Regions from separate parts of the Mus musculus genome. Here regions 1, 2, 3, 4, 5 and 6 are each linked to region 7. The links are chromatin contacts, called in public HiChIP or PLAC-seq, capture Hi-C and promoter capture Hi-C maps. All regions are on one chromosome and are shown on one strand. Each heading gives the region's core, a stretch centred on a gene start, on an enhancer-like site or on the middle of the called end of the contact. The rest is flanking DNA. Distances are from core to core; before and after follow the strand shown. Region 1 holds the start of Sema4b (sema domain, immunoglobulin domain (Ig), transmembrane domain (TM) and short cytoplasmic domain, (semaphorin) 4B). Region 2 overlaps Slc28a1 (solute carrier family 28 (sodium-coupled nucleoside transporter), member 1). Region 3 holds the start of Vps33b (vacuolar protein sorting 33B). Region 4 overlaps Slc28a1 (solute carrier family 28 (sodium-coupled nucleoside transporter), member 1). Region 5 overlaps Alpk3 (alpha-kinase 3). Region 6 holds the start of Alpk3 (alpha-kinase 3). Region 7 holds the start of Crtc3 (CREB regulated transcription coactivator 3).

Region 1 (3,249 bases), core at 376-2,875, 490 kb after region 7:
CTTACACCCACACACAAGCTAAGTAAGTGTTTTAAAGTGGCAGAGCATCAGTCCTGGGTTCCGATTTCAGTCATTTCTCACTTCAAGAACAGAACTCCCAAGGAGCAGCAGTGAACTCTAGAACCATCCCCACCCACAGCGAACCACCCAGTTCCATGCAGGAGTGGTCCGAGTTTAACATAACAAGAATGACAGCAAACACCCGCTGAGAGGTTTCTGTACCAAGCCCTATCCTAAGGACTTTGCAACTGGTAATGAGCTGCGCCTTGAGCAAGGCGCTAATATCCCATTTTACAGATGAAGAAATCAAGGCACAGAGAAGTTGTTTACTTAAGGTCATGTGGGAACTAAGTGGCTGAGACAGGATTTGAACTTGAGCTACCAACAATGTTTTGGATAAGGGACTGAGATCCTGTTAGGGGCCTTAACTGAAGAGCTGATTCTATCCTTTTGCAAATGGGATGCTTTTAGGGGTGGGGATGCAAATATGGAGTAGGAAGTCTGGTAGAGTTTTAGTCTGTAACCTCTAATTTATGCACTAACTCACAGTGACAGTTTGCAATTTAGAGGGGTTTGGCCAAACATTGTCTGTTGGCACCTATGTGCCTGATGCCCTCCGAATGCACCAAGTTTTATGAATTTCCCAAGATGACTTTGCAAGGTATCTAAGCCTGAGGCGACTTTGCAGGGGAGGAAGCTGGAGTGCGGGCAGTAGGAAGTACTTACTGGGCTAAGTCCCTAGAATTCCAAACGTTGAGGTTCCCTGGAAAAGGTTCAGGGGCGATCAGACTAAGGGAAGTAAAGAATGAGTGGAGGATTGGAAACACAGGCAGCCAGGGGCAGCTGTAAACCACCAAAAAAGGAATGTGGCCCACCAGGGTGATACCCTCAGGCCCCTCTAGACAGGGTACAGATGGGTCTTCGCAATGTCAGTTTCCAAGTCCCTGTGTTTGGAGTAGGGGGTGAATTCTCCAGGTCGATCAGTCAGAGATGGGCCGGCAGGGAGGAAAGACCTGGCACCCACCCGCCAAACTCCAGGCTCTGCTGTGGCTGACTGAGAATATCATAAGCCCAGAGTTTATAGCACGGCCAGCAGCAGTGCCCTCAGCCCCGTGCCGTTGGTGGCTCCAAGGCTGACTCTGGTCAGCATCAAAGACAAGTAAATGAGTAGGCAGGATGGCTGGCACCTGAGGCCCCTAGTGCCGAGTGTGCTCCCTCCGAGCAAGAGCAGCTGCAACCGAGCAAGAAAGCGGCCCTCTCCAAGTCCAGATAGAAAATGGAAGAAAAGGGCTCTCAGCTCCCTAGCTTTCCCTCCTCTTTCGCTTTGACCACAACTGCTTTCCTGGTCCTAGTGGACCTCAACCTCTCCTTTGTCGTGGCCACCCCACCAAGCATCTCGTTGCCCGCGCTCCCCTCCTTCTGCCGCGCCCCATAGCACTTACCCAGCGGCACACTGATCCGGGGGCCGAGCGCCCGCGTAGTCGTCGTCCGCAGCAGCAGCAGTAGCAGCAGCAGCAGCAGCGCGCGCCGCAGGACAGCGGAGCGGCTCGCCCGGCCCATCGCGGCGCGTGGAGCTCGGACCGCAGCAGGCAGCGGCGTCCTCCTCCGGCTCAGGTTGCTCAAGTGGAATCGCAGGCTGGAGCCCCGCCCCGCGGTTCGGCCCGGAGTCCTTCCCTCGGCCTCCGCCTCTGGACCTGGGGGTGGGCGGCAGGGAAGGTGGTCACGTGGGCCGCCGCACCGTAGGCTCCCTCTGCCCAGTGCTGCGGGTGAAAGCCCCGCGCTCTCGCCGCAGGGAGGAGGGCGCGGAGCAGGAAGTCGACGGGTAGGCGGGCCTCCTAGCTGGTCCTTGCCCAGCTCTTTCCCCTTCCTCCTTCCTGGGCGCTGAAGTACGAGGGGCGCTGGATCGAGTCACCCGACTTGGGGCACTGGGGGGGAGGGGGAGCGGAGCAGAGCCTGGGGACCTGAAGCCCGGAGACCGAGGAGCTCGCAAAGCCGCACGGACCCGCCCTCCTTCCGGCTCCCGGGAACCCTGCCCCACATGCCCCCTACCTACCCCCACCCCCGCTCTGGGAGCTGTGCAGACTCTGAGACGGAGACTGGTAGCTTTCCAGTCTTACTTCCGCGAGAGGTCTATGCATGGTCTAGAATCTAGATACTCTGCTCGGTTGTCCATGCTTAGAATTCTGTCCACGCGAAGCCCGGGGCCGGCGCAGAATCAGTTCAAGTGGGATAATTAGGATTTCACGGACTGCACTGCCAAAGAGGCTAGACCTTCCCCCCCACAACCAGCACGTGGCTGAGCATAGGAAAGGATTCCCTAAGGCTGGAATGAGACGCCAGAGGTATCCACCCGCAGGTACCCCAATCTGAAGTCAATTTGGTGGAGCCACAGCAAAGGAATAGAGGGAAATAAAGAGGGGGAGATCAACAAAGACATCAAGGTTTTGGAAACCCGTTTCAGCTTTTCCTAGGTGAATGGATAAAATTAAAAACTTAAAAATATGTGTTCATTGTTCTTGTGGCAATGAAACCACTTCCCCCAGACTTTTCTGCAGTTGTCGAAGCTACACTGCACTCGCTGCTGCCCATGTGTGCCCATGTGGGCAGTTCCAGAGCCACATCTTTCTACTCTCCTCCCCACCCCCACAGGCAGGTGGCAGTCAGAGCAGACAAGCTCTTGGATGGTCTCAGGTCTTCTTTCTTACATCCAGACTTCCCCATGCTCCACAACTCCTGTACTGTCACCACCCTGACATCCTTCTACAGTCTCGTGTCTTTTCTCATATGCCACATGTCCAATTGCACTGGTTAACCCATCATCTGAAATGTACTGTTTCTGCTCTAACTGCTGCTTCCTTTCCTCCTGTTAATCTCTTCTCAAACACAGTAGACAGAGTCTACTCCACAAGCTGTGACCTCTGACCTGTGTGTTTGTGTGTGTAACATAAAATATATATGCAGGCAAAACACCAATGCACATGAAATAAATAGCACTTTAAATACTGTTTCAAGGTCAGGCCTGTAGCCCAGGCCTTTAATCCCATCAACCTGGGAGTCAGAAGCAGGAAGATCTCTTGAGTTTTACAGAGCCAGTTCCAGGACAGCAAGGCTACACAGAGATATCCTGTCTAAAAAAAAAAATTTTTTTTTACATGTATCTGTCAGTGTGAGGGTTTGAGACTCCCTGGAACTGGAGTTCCTGACTCCAGTTATGAAGATGCTGGGAGGGCTGGTGAGATGGCTCAGTGG
Region 2 (3,534 bases), core at 668-3,167, 450 kb before region 7:
TGGCTCAGCTGCTAAGAACACTGACTGCTCTTCCAGAGCAGAGGTCCTGAGTTCAATTCCCGACAACCGCATGGTGGCTTACAACCACATTCAATGCCCTCTTCTGGTATGTCTGAAGACAGCTACAGTGTACGTATATACATAAAATTAAAAAAAAAATATTACTTTTTAAAAGTGAGGAAGTTGGGCCAGATGGTGGTGGTGCACGCCTTTAATCCCAGTACTCAGGAGGCAGAGGCAGGGAGATCTCTGTGTGTTTGAGGCCAGCCTGAACTGCATAGTGAGTTTCAGGACAGAGAAATCCCGTCTAGAAAAACAAAGAAAAAAAAAAAAAGCAAGCTGAAATATTAAAATATCATGAGCCAGGCAGTGGTGGTGCATGCCTTTAATCCCAGCACTAAGGAGGCAGAGACAGGTGGATTTCTGAGTTCGAGGCCAGCCTGGTCTACAGAGTGAGTTCCAAGACAGCCAGGACAGAGAAACCCTGTCTTGGGGGGAAAAAGAAAGAAAGAAAGAAAGGAAGGAAGAAAGGAAGGAAGGAAGGAAGGAAGGAAGGAAGGAAGGAAAAGGAAAGGAAAGGAAAGGAAAGGAAAGGAAAGGAAAGGAAAGGAAAGGAAAGGAAAGGAAAGAAAAGAAAAGAAAAGAAAAGAAAAGAAAAGAGAAAAAAACTCAAAAAAACAAAACATCACAAAAGGGAGTTAGCTAGTTGGCTCAGCCAATAAGGATGCTTGATGCCAACCTGGCCACCTGAGTTTCACCCCTGGGACCCACATGGTAGAAGGTGGAGCCAACTCATTGTTTTCTGACTTCAGCACTGATACTGTGGCATGTGTGTGCCTGCACTCTCACACATATGCAGGCACACACATGCTGAATACATCCTTTAAAACAGCAAAGAAGGCACTACTCCCAAACACTTACACCCCTGTATGCCAGAGCTGTGAGGAATTTGGTTTTCCTTTCCTTTCCTTTCCTTTCCTTTCCTTTCCTTTCCTTTCCTTTCCTTTCCTTTCCTTTCCTTTCCCTTTCTTTTTTTCTTTCTTTCTTTCTTTCTTTCTTTCTTTCTTTCTTTCTTTCCTTCCTTCCTTCCTTCCTTCCTTCCTTCCTTCCTTCCTTCCTTCCTTCCTTCCTTCCTTCTTTCTTTCTTTTTCTTTCTTTCTCTTTCTTTTCCTTCCTTCCTTTTCTTAATTTGCCCATTGGGTAAAAGGGTCTAGGGCTGAGAGGGAACTCTGGGTGGGGACTGCATTTGGAAGCTGGTTCATGAGAAATGCAGTTGAGACTTTCAAGATAGCTCAGCAGGTAACGGCTTGCTACCAAGCCTGATGACCCAAGATCTACCCTGGAGAACCCCACAGGGTAGGACAGAAGCAGCTCCCACAAATTGTCCTCTGACGTCCACGTATACATCGTGTCACACACAACACACCTCCCCAACGCATACCTAGAAAATTAATTAATTAAAAGTAAAAGAAAAAAAAACGGTGATGAGGTCCAGTTGAAGCAACAGAATAAACAGCACTCACAGAAACCCGCTGAAGTGTGCAGAGCAGGACCCTGCAGCCTGCATGGCTAAAGAGAGAGGAGCATAGTGTCTAGGAGACCCAGGACACCAGTTAGAGCGGCTAAAAGGAGAAGGACAGAGGCCATGCAGGCACAGCCAATCATATTCGGGAGCCTCAGCACTTTGGCAAGACAAGTCTTGAGACAGACAGAGACTATGGCACTCAGGGCAGGCCTGGCCAGGTAAAAACAGTGTCAGAGGGAGGATGTGGACACAAACCAGAAGCCAAGTAACACTGAGAGGGAGCAAGAGACCCAGAGATGGTACCAACAGGCAGCACTTCTGGGAGGCCAGGCTGGCAGGGAGGGCCGAAGGGCAGGAGCTGGTTATTGTATTTTGAAAAGGGAGCGTCTTGCACAATCTCTCAGAACAAGTAGATGGTCCTAGGTGGCAGCAAAGATCTGCTCCCACAGCCCAGCTGTGGGGACGAGAAAGAAAAGAGCGGTGGACCTTCCCCTCCCTCTTCCCACCAACACCACAGGCCTCTCTAGACTTGCTCCACTTCCCACCTATTGCTGTGGCTTGCCTGCTGCTGGGGACATCACATGACAGGGAGCATAGATACTGCATTCAGAAACTCCGTTCCTGCCTTCTAACCCCTCCTTGCTAAGGCTTGGAGCTGGAGCTGCTCACAGCTCCGGGGGTGACGTCATTCTGCTCTCCCAGAAGCCAGATGTGAGTCTACTCAGCTGACGCGGTTGACTCTGTGAGGGACTCCAGGGCAACTGGCTGGCTACAGCCCCAGGCTGGAGCTAGGAGGACATGTCCAGGATGGCAGAGTGGGCATCGGAAAGTGTGTTCTAACTGTAGGCGGAGGCTGTTGGTGAGAGGGAAGCTTCATTTGGGGAGAAGGAGTGAATGGTGACGGAGGAAAGGGAAGCAAGGGGGTCTCTAGATGGCTCAGTGGTAAAGCATCTGCCTAGCATGTGTGGCGCAGGAGCTGCAGCACCACGAAGATAAGGAAAAAAAGCACAAAGGAAAATGAGAAGAAAAGAAGGGAGAGGAAAGGAGGGGGCAGGAGGGGAGGGATAGAGGGAAGGGGGAAGGCAGGCAGGCTCCAATTTTCTAAGGTACGTTATGTTATAATGTCCCCGTGGCAAGTATGATCTCACAGCCCAGGAACCACCTCTGGAGAGCCTGGGGTGGTACACAAGCAGTGTGTGTAACTCAGGGCAGTGCTACTGAGGAAGGACTCTTAACTCCTACTATGTGCCTGGAAGGAAGTCCTACTGTGTGTCAGATACTCATTGCTATGTGCTGGCTCACTGATCCTCAAAGCAACTGAGGTGGCTATCACTATCTCCCCTTAAGCAATGGGGTACACTGAGGCTCTGAGGTGCAGGCCACCCATCCAAGGTCACACAGTTGAGAATGGGCAGAGACCACTCAGATGGCTGAGGCATCTGCTCTGGAGAAAGCTTGATTCTCTGCATTCAGGGCTGTGTGTGTCCCTGCTATAGGCGGAATTGTCCAGATTGATGTGATAAAACCAAAGCCCGGGTGACAGGCTCAGACGAGCCATCAGGAGGTGAAGCCCTCATGAATGGGGTCAGTTCCCCTTATGCAAGAGGCCCCAAAGTGCTCCCTCTGTCTTCGAGCACGTGAGGATGGGAGAGGAGTTGACCGTGACCAGGAAGAGGGATTCCTGATCAGAACATGACCCTGGGGGCTCTCTGCTGTCCCTTCCAGCTGCTAGAGCGCTAAGGAGTGGACTCCTGTTGTTTGTGAGCCAGTATGGCTATAGTTTTTAATAAGAGCATCCCACACTCTGAGGACCACGGCTCCAGAGTCTCCACTGTGCCACACCCTTGGAACAACTTCATCCTGCCTGGAAATCAAACCCATGCAAGCTGGCTCTCCTTCCTCCGCCACCCCAAGTCCTTCCTTTCAGCCTTGCCCCTGTCTCTGCTCTCTTCCCACCCCATCTCTGAAAAGAGGACTGTTTACCTGAGGGGATTAAGGTCTGCCTTAGG
Region 3 (3,241 bases), core at 105-2,604, 420 kb after region 7:
GTAAGCTTTTACTACTTTAATCAGTATTCTCTGAACTAGCCTGCTGTCCAATTGCTCTTCGTTACAAACCACTATGGCAAACATTGCTTCACACTACAAATGGGTGTGGGTCTTCAGCCTGCTGTGTAATTTGTTTGTTTGGGTTTGATTTTTGTTGTTTGTTTGTTTTTCAAGACAGGGTTTTTCTATGTAGCCCTGGCTGTCCTGGAACTCACTCTGTAGATCAGGCTGGCCTCAAACTCAGAGATCTGCCTGCCTCTGCCTGTGAAGGAATGAATGCACTGGGATTAAAGGTGTGTACGACCACCCTTTCTTTCCCATGGGGAACAATGGATGAAACCGAGAACCCTGCCTGGGCAATTGTCTAACCACTGAACTTTATTTCCAACCTACAGTGTAACTTCTGTTAGCTCTTTCCTCTGCTCATGCACCGGTCCTTCCCTGCTAGGCTTCCCATCTAGCAGCCCAACTGCCTGAATGTGCACGATGTTCCTGCTCCAGAGAAAGCATGTCTATTCTTCAAACTCTAGATCTCAGGAAACTCTTAGATCGCCCCAGCTGTTGTTTATTCTAAACTTTTCCGGAAGTCTAGAATTCACTTACCATCCAGCACCCTTTAGGGGTCATTATTTCATAGGGCATCTCCTGGAATGTAACTAGTGACAGAGGTATTTCAACTGTATTTCCATCTCCAGTGATGCCTGGCACAAGTGTGTCTTTTTCATTTGCACAGAGGCTGGCAATTTCCATTTATTCTCTGGCCAGGTCTCAAGCAACTGTTACTACTCTGGTTTTTCCTGTTGACCGCCCCATTTTGGATCTGTCTCAGAAGCTCAAAGAAAAAAAACCAAGGGACTCAGCAAGGAAGAAGTCACATTGAGGGCCACACTGTTGACGCAGTAAAGGCGCCGGCCACGGCAGGCACTGACCTGTTCTAGCAGATAGATGAGCTGGTCCCGAGCCAGCCTCTTGAGCATAGAGAAGTCGGGAAGCTCAGGGGCGTCCAGCCGATGGGGAAAAGCCATGGCAGCGGTCACCTGAGCCACCGTGTGAGAGCAGCAGAATTCTCCCTGTTCTGCAAAGGCCGGCGACAGCCCAAGGTGTTACTGCAGGCTGGTACCCCGCTTGCCTGGGCTCTGGATCCCAGGACCCCCAAGGGGCCCTCGCTCCTCTGCCGTACTCGACGGATGAATGACCGACCACCTCCCGGACGGACGGCCACAGGCTCAGGCGACTCTCCTTGGAGACCTATAGTCACTGGTCCCGCCCGAGTCCACTCAGCCTGTCAGCAGGATTCCCAACGACATCCGCACACTCGGCAGCGTGCCGGGGAACCCCGCCTCCTACCCAGAGAAAAGCCACTTCCTAGACATCCCGGAAGTCCGGGTCTCCCAGTTAGCGATTAGAGCACTAGAAGGGGACGGCGGCCGGGAAGGGACATTTGAAAACGGGAGTGAATCTTTTCACAGGTTTACTTTGTGTGAATGTGAGCGGTGTGTGTGTTTGAAACCTAGTCTGCAGAGCACAGTGTGTGTGTGTGTGTGTGTGTGTGTGAGAGAGAGAGAGAGAGAGAGAGAGAGAAACCTAGTCTACAGAGCGCTGATTGCTGGAGTCTCAGCTGTTAATTTAGTCTCCAACTATTCAGTCCTTAGCTTCCTGGTAATAGAAGGTAAGCGAGCAGTGTAAAGAGGAATGAATGTGTTAGACTATGAAAGTTAAGGCTTGCCAGCTGTAACCCTTGGCTATTGGAGTTCGATTTGTTAATGGCCATTATGGAAGAAATGAATAAGCTTGTGGCACAATCATGCTACAAAACAACTGTACAAATTAAAGAGGCAAAATACAGAAGTAGTCAGCTGGTAGTGGTGCACGCCTTTAATCCCAGCCATTGGGAGGCAGAGGAAGGTGAATCTCTAAGTTTGAGGCCAGCCTGTCCTACAGAGTGCGCTCCTGGACTACCAGGACCACACAGAGAAACCCTGTCTAGAAAAACCAAAACAAAAATCAAAAACAAGCAAAAACACAGAAACACATCTATATAGTGTTGTTTACATAGAATTTGTTTATGAAACAAGGTCACAATATGTAGGCCATGCTGTCTATTGCAGATAGGAGCTGACTGGGGAAATCAATAAATGAAATAATGGGAGAAAGGGTGAGGTATAATACTTTGTTGTTTAAAAAAGAAAGAAAACAAAGGCAGTCTGTCATCTTGGTGGGTGTCTGTAAACCCAACCCTTCGAAGCAGAGAGAGGGATCAGGAGTTCTCGGCTACTCTGGTCTCCACAGAAAGTTGAGGGAAGCTGGGGTACAGCTCAGTGAATGAAAGGGTGGAGACTAGAGTTTGGATCCCCAGCACCCACAAACATGCTAAGGGGGTGTGACATCAGCTCAGTAACTTCAGCACTCCAAAGTCAGAGGCTGGGGATCCCTCAGGCAAGCTGTCTAGCTAGACTAACCTAATCACCTGGCTCTGGGTTCATCAGAAAACCCTGACTCAAAAGGTTAGCTGGAGAGCTAGCAAGGACTCCACCCCAACCTCTGGCCAACCCCTTCCCTGCCTCCCCAACTCCCACTCCCTCAAAGCAGAAACTCACCTGGGACAAATGACCCAGCTTCTAAAAATAACTAGCAAAGAGGAAAAGATGTGAGAGGTGAGACTTAAGGTATAGGAAATATATTGAGGCCAGGTATAGTAAAAATTTTGGAATTTTGGTTTTTTTTTTTTAATGGAAATATAAGAACACGTTTTCGTTCTAATCCCAGGTGTGGGATATGAGGCTGCTTCAGATGGTTCGCATCAACCATGATTTGCCTTGTGCTCTGGCAAGGGCATGACTTTGCCAGCTGCAGATAGTTTGTGTGTGACATTTGGAATTCTGGTGTCTTTTCAGAGGGTATAAATGCTAGGGCCCCAAGAGGCATGATGGGTTGTTGGTTGCAATTTGTTTAGTCATGGGTGAAGAAATTAGATATCCTGGCTGAGAAGATCAAACTTGCTCCAAGGAACTCATCACCCCTAATCAGCAGGAAGTAGTCTAATGATAATGTTGCCCCTTTCTGAACCCTGATTTTATTCAGGGGTCTCTTTCTTCTCCTATCCTTTTTTTCTCTTATCTAGTGTTCAGGGGTGGAAAGGGTAGGAAAGGGGTGGAGAAGGGTGAAAAGAATCCAGAATAACCAAGAATGGCGACAGCCAGACCCAGCACTGGGTAGACAAGAGGCAGGATCTCTGTGACTT
Region 4 (3,331 bases), core at 367-2,866, 460 kb before region 7:
GTGAATTTAGGGTCCAATTTGTAATACTGGATTGGCCCATGAGAGGATTATGATATACATCATTTAGGAGGGCAGATCCCCAGGGAAAGCCTATGGAAAACTGAGCATGAAATTTGGAGTCAGATCTGGGTTCAGATCCTGGCTTTAACCATTAATTTATTCTCTGAGCCTCAATTTGCTTATCTATAAAACGGGGATATTAAAGCACCCAGCATAGTGCCTGATACATAATATGAGCTTAGTAAATGGAATTCTGGGAATCTGACCCAGGGGCCATTTGAAAAGTGTAGCCAGCTCTCTTTAAGCTCTGACATTTCTTAGCCCTCCTTTTCTCTCTCCCTTCCCCCTCTCTTCAAGTGGCCATGGCCAGCCTCTCTCTCCTTCTACCTTCTCCCCCCCCCCCCCGCCTTTCTACAATAAAACTCTAAAACCATTAAAAAAAAAAAAAAAAAAAAAAAAGGTCTAACCAAGTAGTTTAGCCCAGCAAGCCTGCCTTGCTCAGGCAAAGCTGGGCTTTGAGACAGAGAGGGGACATCCCATGACTGCTGTGATTAGGAGCTTGTGGGGCTTCCAGAAAGGCAGTTTCAGGGCTTTGGCATAGCCCAGCAGAGAAAAGTTCTACCTACCCCAAAGGAGATGTAGGCGCCCAGGAGGCTGCCAGCAATAGTAGCATAGCCTCCAGTCATGACAACGTGAACTTCAGAGAGTGTCATATCTGCCAGATAGGGCCGGATCAGCAGTGGAGCTTCAGTCTACAAAGAGTCAGAAGGCAAGCAGTGAGCTGCCGCGGTGGCGGCTGGGTGATGGTCACAGGTTTTTTGTTTGTTTGTTTTGTTTTGTTTTGTTTTGTTTTGTTTTGAGACAGGTCATGGTTCTTGATGAAGAATCTCAGAGGAGACAGAGGGTGGGTTTCTAGTCAGCTGAGCCTCTCTGGGCCCCATTGTCCTCCCTCCTCTGTGATAGGACCTGCATACCACCACCCTACCCTACCCGTGTGTGTTGACACTTACCGTGCTCCTCACACCCAGGCACCTCCCCCTCTGTGCTTACAACCTAAGACAGAAAGGACTCTTATTTTCCAGGGAAGCAAACAGAGGCCTGGGAAGGGATGCAAGCCCGATCTGCACAAAGGGGCTGAGCCTTCACTGGGCATTTGCTTTGGGGCTTGTGTAGAAGTCTGGGCTACTCTTTATCTAATCCAGCTATGGAGCCCTAGCATTCTTGGTACTGCTTTGCAGGACGGGGAGATGGGCGTATGATGGTTAATCTTCATGTTCAACGTGACTGGGCTTAGAATCATGGTGGAAATACGCTCCATAGTGCATCTGTAAGGGTGTGGTCAGAGAGGTGTAACTGAGGAAGGACGACCCACCCACCCTGAATGTGGATACACTATCTCGTAGGCTGGGGCTCCAGAATGAACATAAAGTAGAACGTTATAGGGGATGTGGAAATCAACCTTGTGAGGGAAAAAGTGGGATAGAGAGCGAGGTGCCTCAGGCTCCTGAGACTCCTCAGAAAGTCCTGATCTGCTGTAGTCAGCATTAGACATAAGATGGCTCGTAGAACACCGGTGAACCAACAAAAAGGAACCGCGGCCAGGGGTTGGCTGCTTCCCCTAACTCCTCCCACTTCTTCTGAGTAACCTCATCAGACGGGACTTTCATTGGAGCCCAGTGACAGTGTGGTGAGAGATGATTGGCCAAGGATTTAGGGGCTTGGGATTGGCTCAAACATTGTATCTAAGCCTATGTGCTGGGTAATAATCTCGGATCTGTGCCCTGATGCTGGTCTCCAGAGTCTAACTGCCTGAGCTGGGTTCGGTCACATAACTCTGTCGCCGCTCATCCCCCTCCCATCCTCAGTCCTACACCCACAGACAAGTAAGCTGAGCACCCATATTTTCCGCACACCCCTTCCTACATTGTGACCAGCTGCCTCACACACACCGCCAGGCCCTCTCTGCCATGATAGCCTGTACCTCTACACTGTGGGTCCACAGGCATCTCCTTCCTTCCTTAAGTTGTTTCTGTAGGGTGCTTTATCACAGAGAAAAGAAAAGCAACCAATACCTGGAAGCCACAAGAACGCCTTCCTGGGAGCAGGAAGTGTGTGTGGAGGTATAGATACGCTGTGATTTTAGAGGGTGATAGAATCTATGAAGATAGGTGAGAAAAACAAGCCTCATGGTCAGGGAATATCAGCACCGGTCTCTTTGAGGGTGTGGCACTGGGTTAATGTTAACTGAGACCGGAAGGAGTCAACTACACAGACTGATGATGGCTCAGCCGCCCAGAAAGACCAGAGGCCCTGAGACAGGAGTAAGCTTGACCTGAAAGATCCTGACATAAAGTAGAAACTCATGTAAGCCCCCGACTTGTGTCCTAAATGGACATCACTATTGGCACAAAGTAAAAGTTTAACTTGCTCCATTGTTTCAGGAAATGTTTGTACAGAGTGCTCGGACCATTCCTTAAATCCGCTATGCTTGCCAACCGCTATAGCCCACTGCCAGACGTTTGCGGTTTGGTTGCTGGGCTGAATTTGGAAAATTTCCCCCAAAACTTTAGATTGAGCCAATCCTGAGTTGCCCCATATACCAGCCGTTAGCCAATAGAGTTGCATCACCCCTGCGCCATTTTGCTCACAGCTGCGCCTGCACATGATTCCTTCCTTGTACCCCTCCCGTACCCATTCCTTGTAAATCTCAGATCAGGAAATCGAAACTTACCTGATTGGTTGCTCAGGGGCATGTGATCTGGAAGTCCCCTCCCTTCCCCTTCTCCTTTTCCCCCTTGAGGGCCCATAAAAGGAGGGTCCCATTTCCCTTCCGGTTGACTTCTCTATCCCTGCGTGGGATACGAGTTGTCCCCAGAGCTCTGGCTTTCCTGAATAAAGCCTCATGTGATTTGCATCAAGCTTGGTCTCTCCTGAGTTCTTGGGAGTCCGCAGTTGTCCCGAGCCTTGAGTGAGGGTCTCCCTTGGGGGAGACGCAGTTCTTGTCCGACAACAACGCGCTGGAAATCTAGAGCCTCATTGCAAGGGTCCCTACATCGTGCTGCTAACCACCCCCACCGCTGATAAAGTAGAAGGCATCTCTGCATGGATCCACGCCTCCCACGTGAAGCGAGCTCCTGAGCAACCCCAAGATGATTGGGAATTGGAAAAGACTGCTGATCCTCTTAAACTGCTGCTTTTTTAAGAAAAAGAGTGACAACCCGCATCAGCCCATGACTCTCACTTGGCAGGTACTATCCCAATCAGGGGAAATACTTTTTGCCACTTCAAAAAATGGAACCCCGGGGGCGTGGTGGCCGACCCTTTACTTTTG
Region 5 (3,367 bases), core at 531-3,030, 390 kb before region 7:
CCCAGGAGGGATTAGACTCGGGGCCCAGAAGAGCTCCCTTCAGAAGCAGGTGACCAACACAGCCCTGAGAGTAGTAATGACGGCACTGTTGCTTTTCCTGGCTGCTGACCTCATGGAAAAGGTTTCTGAGGGTCAGGGCCTCCTCTGGTTGCACTCACTTGTGGCTGTCAGAAGCACGTCTGCCCTGGCCTGGGGAGATCCCAGACACTGGCAGAAAGCACAGTTCACCAGGTAGATCAACTCAGTAGTAGAGCCCTGCCCTCTAACTCCAGAGAGTGCCTGGGCGTTTCCACCCAGCTGACTCCAGGTCTGATGGCAGGATCCAGCGCAGGGCCCTCGGGAGGGCAGAGAGCCATGCCGGCCCCTCTCCCTCACCTGTACAGCTGCAGGGTGTGACGGTTGCCTTGATGAGTGATCTCGTATTTTGGCAAGCCACAGTAACGGTCCAGTTCTATGTCATCCTTGTACCAGGTCACCTCTGGCTCTGGGTATCCTGACAAGGAAGCAAGAGATTGAATAATAGTAGGTGAGATCCAAAGTAGTGGGAGGAGACGCAGAGGCAAGGGCTTCGAGCTGTCTGAAGAGACTGGACGGTTCCAGTGCCCCGGGCCCTCCGGAGGCACTGTCCCTGTCACTCAGCTCAGCTTCAGAAAGTAGGATCTGTCAAAGCAGAAAGCATTCTCCCCTCTGACTGAAAGGATGAGAACTAGGGGGAAGAGACTTCTTAGCTTTCAACTAGAAGAGAGATCTTTTATTTATTCACTTATTTGTTTATTTATTCATTTATTGGTCTCTTTGAAACTGGGTTTCTCTGTGTAGCCCTGGCTATCCTGGAACTCACTCTGTAGACCAGGCTGGCTTCAAATTCACAGGGATCCACCTGCCTCTGCCTCCAGAGTGCTGAGATTAAAGGCACATGACACCATCACTTGGCTTATTATTATTATTATTAAGACAGGGTCTTTCTATATAGGCCTTGCTGTCCTGGAACCATGTAGACTAGGCTGGCCTTGAACTCACAGAGCCCTGCCTGCCTCTGCCTCTGAGTGCTGGGATAGAGATGTGCGCCACTGCACCTGAGCCTGCAGAAGCCGTCTGTGGAGCTTTTTATGCCTTGTCTTCCATCTCTACTCCTGTTTCCTCTGCTACACTTGAACTGTCCGTCGAAGTCAACTGTGACGTGCACATTGCTAAATCGCTCGTTGATCCTTAGGCCTGACTGCCTACTTCCTAGACTGGCTTTAGCTGCTCAAGGAGCAGCAAGGACCCCCTGCTGTTGCAACCTCTAGTCCAGCCCTCTCCTCTCAACTCCAGACTGTACATTGACTTCATATCTGCACTTGACGGCCTAGCAGGCCACAGGTGTGACCCATCCGACTCCTTATCCGTATCCCAAGCCTATTCACACACAGCTCAGTAAGGGGACAACCCATCCCCCAGTGTGGCTCAGGCCACAGCCCCGAGTCCTCCTTTTTCCTTTCTTCTCACACTCACCCTGTCAGATAGTCCTACAGGCTCACCCTTGGGAGCAGACCCAGGATCTGACCATTTCCTGTCACATCCTAGTCCCCACCACTTTCATGCCCCACTTGGGTCCCAGGGAGACCTTCCTTGATGGCCTCGCTGCCCCTGTCGTGGCCTCTCTTCAATTGGAAACGCCACAAGCAGAGTGTGACTTCAGATCCATCTACTCTCAGCCACACTCAGAGCACCCCAGGAGCCCCACCTCACACAGGCACACACAGTCTGCACCCTGTCGCTGTGGCAGTGACCTGATCTCATCTCCCTCTCCCATTTGTGAGCCGCACCCCCGCCTCAGTCTTGCTGGCTCACACTAACAGCCCAGGAGGCCACATCCTGCGCCACTCTGCTTCCTGTCTAACTCCTCACAGAGGCCTTCCAACAGCCTGTGCGAGCCTGTGGCTCTCTCCCCTCAGCCTTGCTGTCCTCCCTCGTCTTGCATCTTTCTTCCTAGAGCACACTGCCATGAGACACACTGAGCTTGTTAATTTGTGTGTGTCCTGTCTGTCACAGTGTGCCCATCACAGAATATCGAATATTGGCTTCGTGACAGCGGGGACTTATCTGTGTTCGTCAATGCTGCATCCCCAGTTCCTAGAATAGTGCCTGGTAATGCAATCCACAATAAGTAAATATTTACCAATGAATACATCAACTGTATGGAGAACTATGGTCCAGAGAAAGAAGCGAGCTCCTTGGCTGGGGATTTGGTCTTGGATCAAGTAATACTGAAGGCATGGGTGCATACCCCCAGTCACCAGCCCCTCCCCTTCCCGCCACTAATCACACCTTAGCTTAGCTCCTTGGCCATCTCTCCTACTAGACCCAAGACTCAAGTGGGCAGGAGCCATCCTGTGTTCACTACCGTATCTCTATCGCCTGCACCAGTGCCTGCATAGCGGTTCCTCCATAACCCCCTGTCAGAGGAGCAAGCAAAGGAGTAAGGAACAGGAAACAAACCCACGGGAGCCCCATCCGAGGCATATGAGGAAGGGCAAAGGGCAAGCAAGGGAAGTCGAACATCAGCGGGGAGCAGGGGAGGCAGGGCTACAGCCGGCTGGGCCAGGAACAAACTGGGCTGTGCTGGCTGTAAACTGAGCCCTGTGTTTCCACTGTGCGCTAAAGCCCTGGGTTACATCACTGTGCGTGTGGCTAGGGCAAGCACAGGTGCTCTCACCATCTTGTGGGATGATCTCACCCACCAGGGCCTTGGAGTCTTCTGCCTCATGACCTGCCCGGGAGGGACATCCTCAGCCTGCAGTCCAAGAGAGGCTGGAGTGGGGCAAAGGCCTGGGACAAGGAGGGGAACAGGGAGTGGCCTACACAGCTGAGCCTGAGCCACAGGAACACCCCATAATTCTGCCAATAATGGGGATCAGGGCTTCATAGCAAGAGTGGCTTTGAAGCTGGGCGGTGGTGGTGCACGCCTTTAATTCCAGCACTTGGGAGGCAGAGGCAGGCTGATTTCTGAGTTCAAGGACAGCCTGGTCTACAAAGTGAGTTCCAGGACAGCCAGGGCTGCACAGAGAAACCCTGTCTTGAAAAACAAAACAAAACAAAACAAAACAAAACAAAACAAAACAAATGGCTTTGAAAACAAGATTATTTGTAACGTGCTGGTTACTTCCTGGGTGATGGTTACTATGTTATATAAATACACAAAAGCTCAAGAGGATTATGTCCTTAACTCAGCTCCACACATACTTCCATGCATGGTACACATATGCAAACACACACGCAAACAGAGGGAGAGGGAGAGGGAGAGGGAGAGGGAGAGGGAGAGGGAGAGGGAGAGGGAGAGGGAGAGGGAGAGGGAGAGGGAGAGGGAGAGGGAAAGGGAGGGAGA
Region 6 (3,436 bases), core at 804-3,303, 370 kb before region 7:
CAATCCCTTTTTGGCCATAGGCTCTTCCAGAAGCCAAGCAAACCTGGCTGCTCTGGTCAGGACCCGTTTGGGTCTGTAGCCAGTTGGCAGGGGGTGGAAGAGTACAGGGGAAACTGTCCCAAGTCCAGGGCTAGAAAATCCTTTCCCACTGCTCCTACCCGGAGCCTTCGGATACCCAACAAGAATAGTCGTCTTACAGCATCCCCACTAAGGTCCAAGGACTCAAGCCAGACAAACTTTTCTCACTTCCCGCCCTCTGGCTGATACACTATAAAAATGTCTAACACAAGCTCATCCAGGAAACATCCCCAGGTCCAAGCCTCCAGCCTTGTTCCTAACAGCTCCGAACTCACTCCCCTCTGCCTGGCTTTCAAAGCATCCTTTCTTCCCTTCCTCCACTGCAACATCTCCAAGAAGAATCCTGCTTCCTTTTCTTCTCTTTGTTCACTGCTATTGACAAAGGCCAGATGCAGAAAGAAGTGATACCCAGATAAATCACTTAGCCTAGTGAGATAAGCGATAAGTCACAGTGACAAGTGAGAAGCACGAGGCTCTCACAGGGCAGGCTGCTTCACTAAGGAGCACAATAAATGTCCACATTTCCTTGCAGCATTCCACAGAGCCAACAACTGGGGAAATGGTGCCCTACCACAACCCCCAGCAACCCAGGAGCCTGGGTGAGTTTGACTTAGTCACAGTACCGGCCCTCAGTCCTACCCCAAACACGTGACACCATTTGCCGAGTTTTATGCAGAAACAGGTTCCGGTTACATTTGAACTTTTCCAACTCCAAGGTCAATAGGACTCTGACGATCCAGGAAGTGCCCAGGGCTTCTTTTCCTGACTGTCCTTCGAGCCTGTATGTATTTATTCTCTCTCTCTCTCTCTCTCTCTCTCTCTCTGAGCGGAGAGCAGAAGTCTGTAAATAGTGTCTCAGAGAAGCAAGTTACGCAAGCTAAATTTTGGTGCTAAGAAGTAACAGCCTACTCCAAGGCCCACCCTGTTACATTTCCTTTTGGAAAATGGGCTCAGGAGCAGAGGGAAGCTGAGCTGCCCACAAGGGGCAGGAAGTTCCTGTCTCCGTGTCTCCAGGGCGATGCACTTGTTCTTGGGTGTCTGCATCTTGTTCTTAGAGTGTCTTTTGCAAGGCTTGCCTAGTGTCTGTGTATCCTTTGCAACTAGGGATAACCTAGCTCCTAAAACAAAGCCTTCCAATGTCTCTTTCTGCAAGGCCAATAAAGGGTTCACCAGTCCCACCCCTCCTGTGCCAGTTCAACCCCTACTGGGTCCCACTGGGCAGGGCAATTGACTCCTTCTGAGCTTCAAGCCACAGATCCTCCCTAGATCCCCAGACAAGGCCAACAAACAGCCACCTCCTGGCACCTTCCTCTCAACCAGACACAACACAGTGCAGGAAGGCCAAAGCCCTAGGCCCAGGGGAGGAACTTCAGTTATCACAAGGCCGATCTCGGACTCTAAGCTAAACAGCCTCTAATGGCTCCCCCCACACCCATCAACCAGCAGTCCCCTCCTTTGAAGCCTGAGGAATTTCAGCCACTCTGGATCCCCTTATCACTAACTGTGGAATTCAGCCCTGGGGTTAGCTTGGTGTGGGCGAGGGAGATAAGGAAAGGGCCCCTGTAAAATCACTCCAAACTATGGCCTTTCCCCTCTTGGGCCACACATTTGAAACCCTGGGGCCCTCAAGGGACCAAAAGGGTACCAAGAGGGTCCTCAGGGCCTTAGGGTTGAGAAAGTTTGAGGGCCCCGGTTTTACCCAGGCCTCCAGATTTCAGAGTGCTTTTGAGAGCCTGGCCACACCCGGCCACCACCCAAAGGACAGAGCAGCCTGGGGCAACCCAGGGCCCTGGGCGACTCACCTAGCCTCTGGCCGCACGCTAAGCAAGTAGCTGCGACTGGCTGGGCCGGGCGTCCACACCGGCCCGTCGTCCTCGCTATCTCCACCAGCTCCTGCTCGACCACCCAGGCCCCAGCCCCGGCCCGCGGCCCTCCGCGACCCCATGGCACCGCAGCCCCTGCCTCCAGCCCCGGCTCCTGCCCGACTCTGACGCGCGCCCCTATTTATAACCCGGGGCTGCTGTCACCTGCTGCTGTCCCTCCCCCGGTTTAGGCAGCTACTCAGCCTAACCCGGGAGCCAGGGAGGCCTGCAGAGAAACTCCGTGAATGCCGACCCAGAGACAGAAAGAAAGGGTCCTTAGAACCCCAGCCTCCTCACAACTTTCTTCTGGCTTTCTTTCAGTTTTTAGAGAAACAAGTAGAACGAGGGTAGAGAAGAGTTCCTAGGGGAGGAGAGCTTAAGATAGATCCTGAAAGGGGCCACACTGACAGCCACCAGCCAGTGGTCTGTGGGCCACTACTTAAGACATACTCTGTCACCTCTATCAGTGACCTCCCTCTATCCAAAGGAGCCCAAGATTCCTGGGTATACATTGTGTGTCTCCCCCAAACCCTTAGCAGTATCTAGCATAGATTAGTGGTTCATCAAAGGCTTCTAGAATAATCCAACCTCTTCCATCCCTTCAGGCTCCATTTCCTAAGGTCAGAAAATGGGCCAAGTCCTAATGCTTAGAAAAACGATTCTATCCTTCACCGTTCCCAGAGCAAGCTGCTAAGCACAGCTTAAACCTGGCGCTTAGTTTTTGGGAGTGACCACAGTGGGTTTATCTGTCCCTGACCACAGACCTAACCTGGGCCAATCAAAGGTCTTCACCGAAATATTTGTTTATTCTCTCTCTCAGTCCTGGCTTCAAGGCAATTGCTGAGACTACAGGTGTGTGCCTTCATTCCTGACTTACCAAAACACTCTTTAAAAAAAAAATGCATTCCCTATATTTTCTTTTCTTTCCTGCCTCTAAGCTCTCCTTTGCTCTCCTGCTCACTCTATTTCAATTTCATGGCCTCTTTTTCTTTAATTCTTGTTACAAATATTTCTTTAATTGTTGTTACACCACACACACACACACACACAACCTGCCCAGTCTGTATAATGTTACGTGTGTGTATATCTTCAGGCTGACCGTTTGGTACTGGATAACCAGTTGGTCTGCTTCCCCTTGGGGAAGACTGTTTCTCTGGCTCTCAGCATTCCTTAATTGCCTATAGTTATTTGTTTAGGTTTGAGGCCCTGTGAACTTTCCCTGTTCCATGACAGCACGGTTACTTGTATCATCCCTCATCAGGTCATGTTTAGGCAGCATGTCTAGGTGTTGGTGAGACTTCATGTATATAATTTCTGACATTTCTAGGAGATACACTGTTACCGAAACTTCTTGTTTCTACAGTCTTCCCCCTTTCTCTTCAACAATGATCCCTGAGCCTCGGGTGGAGGAGTTGTGTTGTGAGCACACGCCCCCATTCATCTTTGTTCTTGAGTCTTCTGAAGATGCATGCCTTAAGATCCCTCTAGCTTCAGTA
Region 7 (3,378 bases), core at 189-2,688:
TAGGACAATACAACAGACACATAAGCCTAATTATAACAAAACAATCTAGGGACTAGTGAGCTCCCTAAGTCGGTAAATGTGCCTGCCACCAACCTGAGTTATTGGCGGATGTGAGTACACACACACACACACACACACACACACAAAATGAATAATGAATGAATGTAAAAAACCAACACATATAAAAACAGTTGCAGGAAATACAAAAGTTGCACATCATGTCTATAAATTCTTTTTGGTTTTGTTTTTGAGACAAGGTCATCATACAGTCTGGACTGGCTTTCTTCTCATTATGTAGCCAAGGAGGACCTTGAACTACTGATCCTGCTGCCTCTAACTCCTGACTGCTAGGATTACAGGCACTTGCCATAATGCCCAGCCTCATTTTTGTATAAATTTTAAACATAAAACTTCCTATCCCACATAGAGTAACTGGATTAATAAATCATACACAATAAAAGGAAGAACAGAATAATAAGTATATGTTAATTTTGAAAAAATGAACAGTAGTGTTAGACATCACTACCAACATAGTTACTTTTTATGGAGACAAAGAATGAGGTGGGGTTCTTTTTTTTTTTTTTTTAAATAAACTCCAAGCATATGAAGCAAAACGATTTTTAAAAAGTCTTATTGTGTATGTGTGTCTAGGTATGTGCTTGCTACAGCCTGAGTGTGGAGGCCAAAGGACAAGTCTCAGGAGTCAGTTATCTCCTTCCACATGAGTCATTTAGCTGGCCCCAAAATGCCTTTTAAATTTTATTTGCAGTGTTGGAATCAAACCCAAGGCCTAGGGCTTGTCACACAAGCGCTCTACAGCTGAACACCGTCCCCAGGCTCTGCAAAAATGTTTTGATGGTTTAATCATGAGGTGCGTGGGCGTTGTTGTTATTTTCCGTATTTCTCCTCATGTCGCTAATACGTCCTAATTCACAGAACACAGTCATGCTCAACACTCTCCAGGACATCTTGGTGTACAATTATGTTGGAAGCAGCTTCTGGGCTAAAAAGGGGGAAGCCTGACGAGGCCACTTGCTGTTTTACCAGCGAAGTTGAACGGATGGGAGAGATGGCTCAGTTAAGAGTACAAACAGCTCTTACAGAGGCAAAGACCCGTGTTTGGTTCCTAGATTAGTGTGATCTCCGTGGGTGCCTGCATGCACATATACATATGTACACATCCACACTGGGCAGTGGTACCCAGCGGCTCTCACACATTGGTGCAGCTTAACTTTACAGACGTGATATAGGTGTGAGAAGTCCCGAAGCAGGCTGGGGACCGTGGGCTCAGCCCTCGGTCGGCTCGCCGGAGGTCGAGCTCCCCGGCTGGGAGGCCGGGCTTCGGGGCCCGGAGGCCGGGCGGGCCGCGCCGAGGGCGGAGCCGCCGCGCGGGGGCGGACCTCGGCGCGCTCCCGGCCGCTCGCTGGCTCTGGGGCCGCGGCGGCTCCTCTGCCGGGTCGCGCCGGAGGACAGGTTTCGGGCGGCGGCTTGGGCGGCCTGCGGACAGACCGGGTGGGCCGAGCAGCGGAACCCCGCGCCTGCCGTGTGCCTAGCCCGCTAGCGCCGGGCGCGCGCCATGGCCGCCTCGCCCGGTTCGGGCAGCGCCAACCCGCGGAAGTTCAGTGAGAAGATCGCCCTGCACACGCAGCGGCAGGCCGAGGAGACGCGGGCCTTCGAGCAGCTCATGACCGACCTCACCCTGTCCCGGGTGAGCTCCGGGGCCGGCGCGAGCGGTGCGGGCGGGTCCGCGCGGCGGGGAAGAGGTCGCCGGGCCGAGGCGGCGGCGGCGGAGCCGGGCGGGGGCCGCGGGTGGGGAGTGGGGCCGGGGCGGCCGCGGCCTCGGCTCTGGCCGGCCTGGCGACACCGAATGCGGCTTGCTATCTCGGTGGACGGGCCTCGGTGCGTTGAGCTGGAAACGGCCGAGCCCGGGGAGGCGGGCAGCGGGGCCGGGCGGCCTAAGCGGGAGGATGACCCCGAGAGGAAATCGCACGCAGCTGCAGCTCAGAGGCCGGACCGAGGCACGCCTGGTTCGGGCGGTGCGGCTTCTCCGTGGACACCCACGGCCAGCGAGCCCTTGACTGTCGGCGTAGAAGGCCTCGGGGGCCGGAGGGTCGCACATCCTCCCCGAGGGGAAGACTTGGTGCACGCACAAGCGAATCGACGGCTGGCCCCTGAGTGGCAGGGGGCCTTGGTACCACGTTGAGATTCCGTGGCTTTCCCTCCTTCGCCTCTTGGAGGTGCTTTCCGTGGTCCGGTGCATTTGCTCAGCATCAGATATTTAGTGAGAACTGACAGGGTGCCTAGCGCAGATGGTGACTGCGGAGGGACCCAGAGGAATGAGTAAGAGCGAGTCGGAACAAACACCTGGGAGGCTAGACAACTGGAGCGGACGGCAGGGGATGGAGACGGCAGGAGTGTCTGTGTAGACTGCAGAGGGTCAACGTGAGTGGGCAGCCTTGAGGATTCTGAGTGCTGGCCTTGAAGGCACATTGTCAGATGGGGGAGGCTAGGAAGATGCTGGGGGTGGACAGCTGGAAGCAGACGTGTGAGCAGATTGCAAGCTGGTTGTTTCCCTGCTTCCCAAGGTGCAAGCGTATTCTATTTTGGCCACCATAGTGTTTGGGATTGAAAAACAAAAACAAGAAAACTAAAATCTGTTGCTAGGGTTTAAATTGGGAGTTTTTTCTTTTAACATAAATTTAACATAAACTAAACTAACATAAATGTATAGCATAAACTAAACGGACTTACTTTAAAATTAAGAGACTTGGAAACAATCTTGAGTGTTACTTCCCTCAAGTGGAGTGTGAACTCTTTCTTGCTATAATACACTTTACACGGCTCACTGTTACAGCCCCCTACACCGAGACCACTCATCAGTAAGGGCAAAGTGGACTGCTTTCTGAACTTCCATTCTCCATGCACTGAAGGAAGAAGAAGAAAAAAAGGAATATATGAGAGATAAGAGATAGATACAGGATACAGATAGATACAGCCTTCTGTATAGAAGGCTGAAAATTTCAAGGAAAAAAATGTCCTTATGCCCTGAGCAGTTATACTGCTTACAGGTTGGCATCTAAGGCCTTGACATTTTGTGACCTTGATTAGACTGAGCCTGACAAGCTTCGGATGTATTGAAGAGGTGTGGGTAAAAGCCATGGATTAGTGTAAGGCCTGTGTTGATGTTACAAGGCAGACTTTATGCACACATACATGTGCTCTATGTGTCTGTATAGCTAGAGTTGGTCCAGTCGCTCATGCGATTTTGAGGCCCCCTTTAAATCATCCTTTGTGCTGAGGTCATGAGTGATATACAGATTATTTTTAAATGTTTTTTTAAAGATTTATTTATTATTATATGTAAGTACACTGTGGCTG

The links. Promoter capture Hi-C pulls out the DNA fragments that hold promoters and counts their contacts. HiChIP or PLAC-seq counts read pairs in DNA pulled down with a chosen protein or histone mark. Capture Hi-C pulls out chosen DNA fragments and counts their contacts.
Region 1: a promoter capture Hi-C map of adipose tissue shows a contact between it and region 7. The contact joins the promoter of Sema4b here to the promoter of Crtc3 in region 7. A contact is called at or near these places in 4 of 39 promoter capture datasets (liver, neutrophils and pre-B cells), 1 of 484 Hi-C or Micro-C datasets (embryonic stem cells), 1 of 115 datasets of contacts at active chromatin or transcription factors (pancreatic cancer cells) and 2 of 9 other capture datasets (adipose tissue and liver).
Region 2: a promoter capture Hi-C map of liver shows a contact between it and region 7, with 2.8 times the contacts expected there. The contact joins the enhancer-like site here to the promoter of Crtc3 in region 7. A contact is called at or near these places in 5 of 39 promoter capture datasets (the 3T3-L1 cell line, liver, maxillary cranial neural crest and 2 more) and 2 of 115 datasets of contacts at active chromatin or transcription factors (epiblast stem cells and extraembryonic endoderm stem cells).
Region 3: a contact with region 7 is called in a promoter capture Hi-C map of liver, with 5 times the contacts expected there. The contact joins the promoter of Vps33b here to the promoter of Crtc3 in region 7. A contact is called at or near these places in 8 of 39 promoter capture datasets (the 3T3-L1 cell line, HPC-7-derived erythroid cells, hematopoietic stem and progenitor cells and 3 more), 2 of 115 datasets of contacts at active chromatin or transcription factors (bone marrow-derived macrophages and extraembryonic endoderm stem cells) and 4 of 9 other capture datasets (adipose tissue, liver, macrophages and 1 more).
Region 4: a contact with region 7 is called in a promoter capture Hi-C map of embryonic stem cells, with 5 times the contacts expected there. The contact joins the enhancer-like site here to the promoter of Crtc3 in region 7. A contact is called at or near these places in 7 of 39 promoter capture datasets (the 3T3-L1 cell line, embryonic stem cells, hippocampal neurons and 3 more), 8 of 115 datasets of contacts at active chromatin or transcription factors (the SCID.adh cell line, embryonic forebrain, embryonic stem cells and 5 more) and 1 of 9 other capture datasets (adipose tissue).
Region 5: an H3K27ac HiChIP or PLAC-seq map of T-cell acute lymphoblastic leukemia shows a contact between it and region 7, with 4 times the contacts expected there. The contact joins the enhancer-like site here to the promoter of Crtc3 in region 7. A contact is called at or near these places in 1 of 39 promoter capture datasets (pre-B cells), 3 of 115 datasets of contacts at active chromatin or transcription factors (T-cell acute lymphoblastic leukemia, extraembryonic endoderm stem cells and large pre-B cells) and 2 of 9 other capture datasets (adipose tissue and liver).
Region 6: a contact with region 7 is called in a capture Hi-C map of embryonic stem cells, with 2.7 times the contacts expected there. The contact joins the promoter of Alpk3 here to the promoter of Crtc3 in region 7. A contact is called at or near these places in 3 of 39 promoter capture datasets (embryonic stem cells, liver and stem cell-derived epiblast-like cells), 1 of 484 Hi-C or Micro-C datasets (embryonic stem cells), 2 of 115 datasets of contacts at active chromatin or transcription factors (astrocytes and extraembryonic endoderm stem cells) and 5 of 9 other capture datasets (adipose tissue, embryonic stem cells, liver and 2 more).

Annotation. Positions count from the first base shown.
Region 1 is chr7:80,196,964-80,200,212 of GRCm38.p6, reverse strand. Sema4b (sema domain, immunoglobulin domain (Ig), transmembrane domain (TM) and short cytoplasmic domain, (semaphorin) 4B) reads right to left here and starts at 1,625. Exons shown (of 14, transcript NM_001360135.2): 1 at 1,443-1,625. The coding sequence starts at 1,560.
Region 2 is chr7:81,133,389-81,136,922 of GRCm38.p6, reverse strand. All of the region lies in intron 8 of Slc28a1 (solute carrier family 28 (sodium-coupled nucleoside transporter), member 1), which reads right to left. Among named protein-coding and RNA genes, the nearest start is that of Slc28a1, 20 kb to the right of the region's middle. Within about 2 kb of position 1,917, at least 180 of the 459 cell types and tissues checked have an H3K27ac peak or open chromatin away from gene starts, as enhancers often do. A contact at or near this core is called in liver and second pharyngeal arch cranial neural crest, where this site is marked.
Region 3 is chr7:80,267,768-80,271,008 of GRCm38.p6, reverse strand. It overlaps Vps33b (vacuolar protein sorting 33B), which reads right to left and starts at 1,354. Exons shown (of 23, transcript NM_178070.4): 1 at 930-1,354. The coding sequence starts at 1,025.
Region 4 is chr7:81,150,821-81,154,151 of GRCm38.p6, reverse strand. It overlaps Slc28a1 (solute carrier family 28 (sodium-coupled nucleoside transporter), member 1), which reads right to left. Exons shown (of 18, transcript NM_001004184.3): 11 at 627-752. Among named protein-coding and RNA genes, the nearest start is that of Slc28a1, 38 kb to the right of the region's middle. Within about 2 kb of position 1,616, at least 17 of the 459 cell types and tissues checked have an H3K27ac peak or open chromatin away from gene starts, as enhancers often do. A contact at or near this core is called in embryonic stem cells and extraembryonic endoderm stem cells, where this site is marked.
Region 5 is chr7:81,073,999-81,077,365 of GRCm38.p6, reverse strand. It overlaps Alpk3 (alpha-kinase 3), which reads right to left. Exons shown (of 14, transcript NM_054085.2): 4 at 376-493. Among named protein-coding and RNA genes, the nearest start is that of Alpk3, 18 kb to the right of the region's middle. Within about 2 kb of position 1,780, at least 100 of the 459 cell types and tissues checked have an H3K27ac peak or open chromatin away from gene starts, as enhancers often do. A contact at or near this core is called in T-cell acute lymphoblastic leukemia, adipose tissue, liver and 1 more, where this site is marked.
Region 6 is chr7:81,056,217-81,059,652 of GRCm38.p6, reverse strand. It overlaps Alpk3 (alpha-kinase 3), which reads right to left and starts at 2,053. Exons shown (of 14, transcript NM_054085.2): 1 at 1,881-2,053. The coding sequence starts at 2,023.
Region 7 is chr7:80,686,937-80,690,314 of GRCm38.p6, reverse strand. Crtc3 (CREB regulated transcription coactivator 3) reads left to right here and starts at 1,438. Exons shown (of 15, transcript NM_173863.2): 1 at 1,438-1,708. The coding sequence starts at 1,577.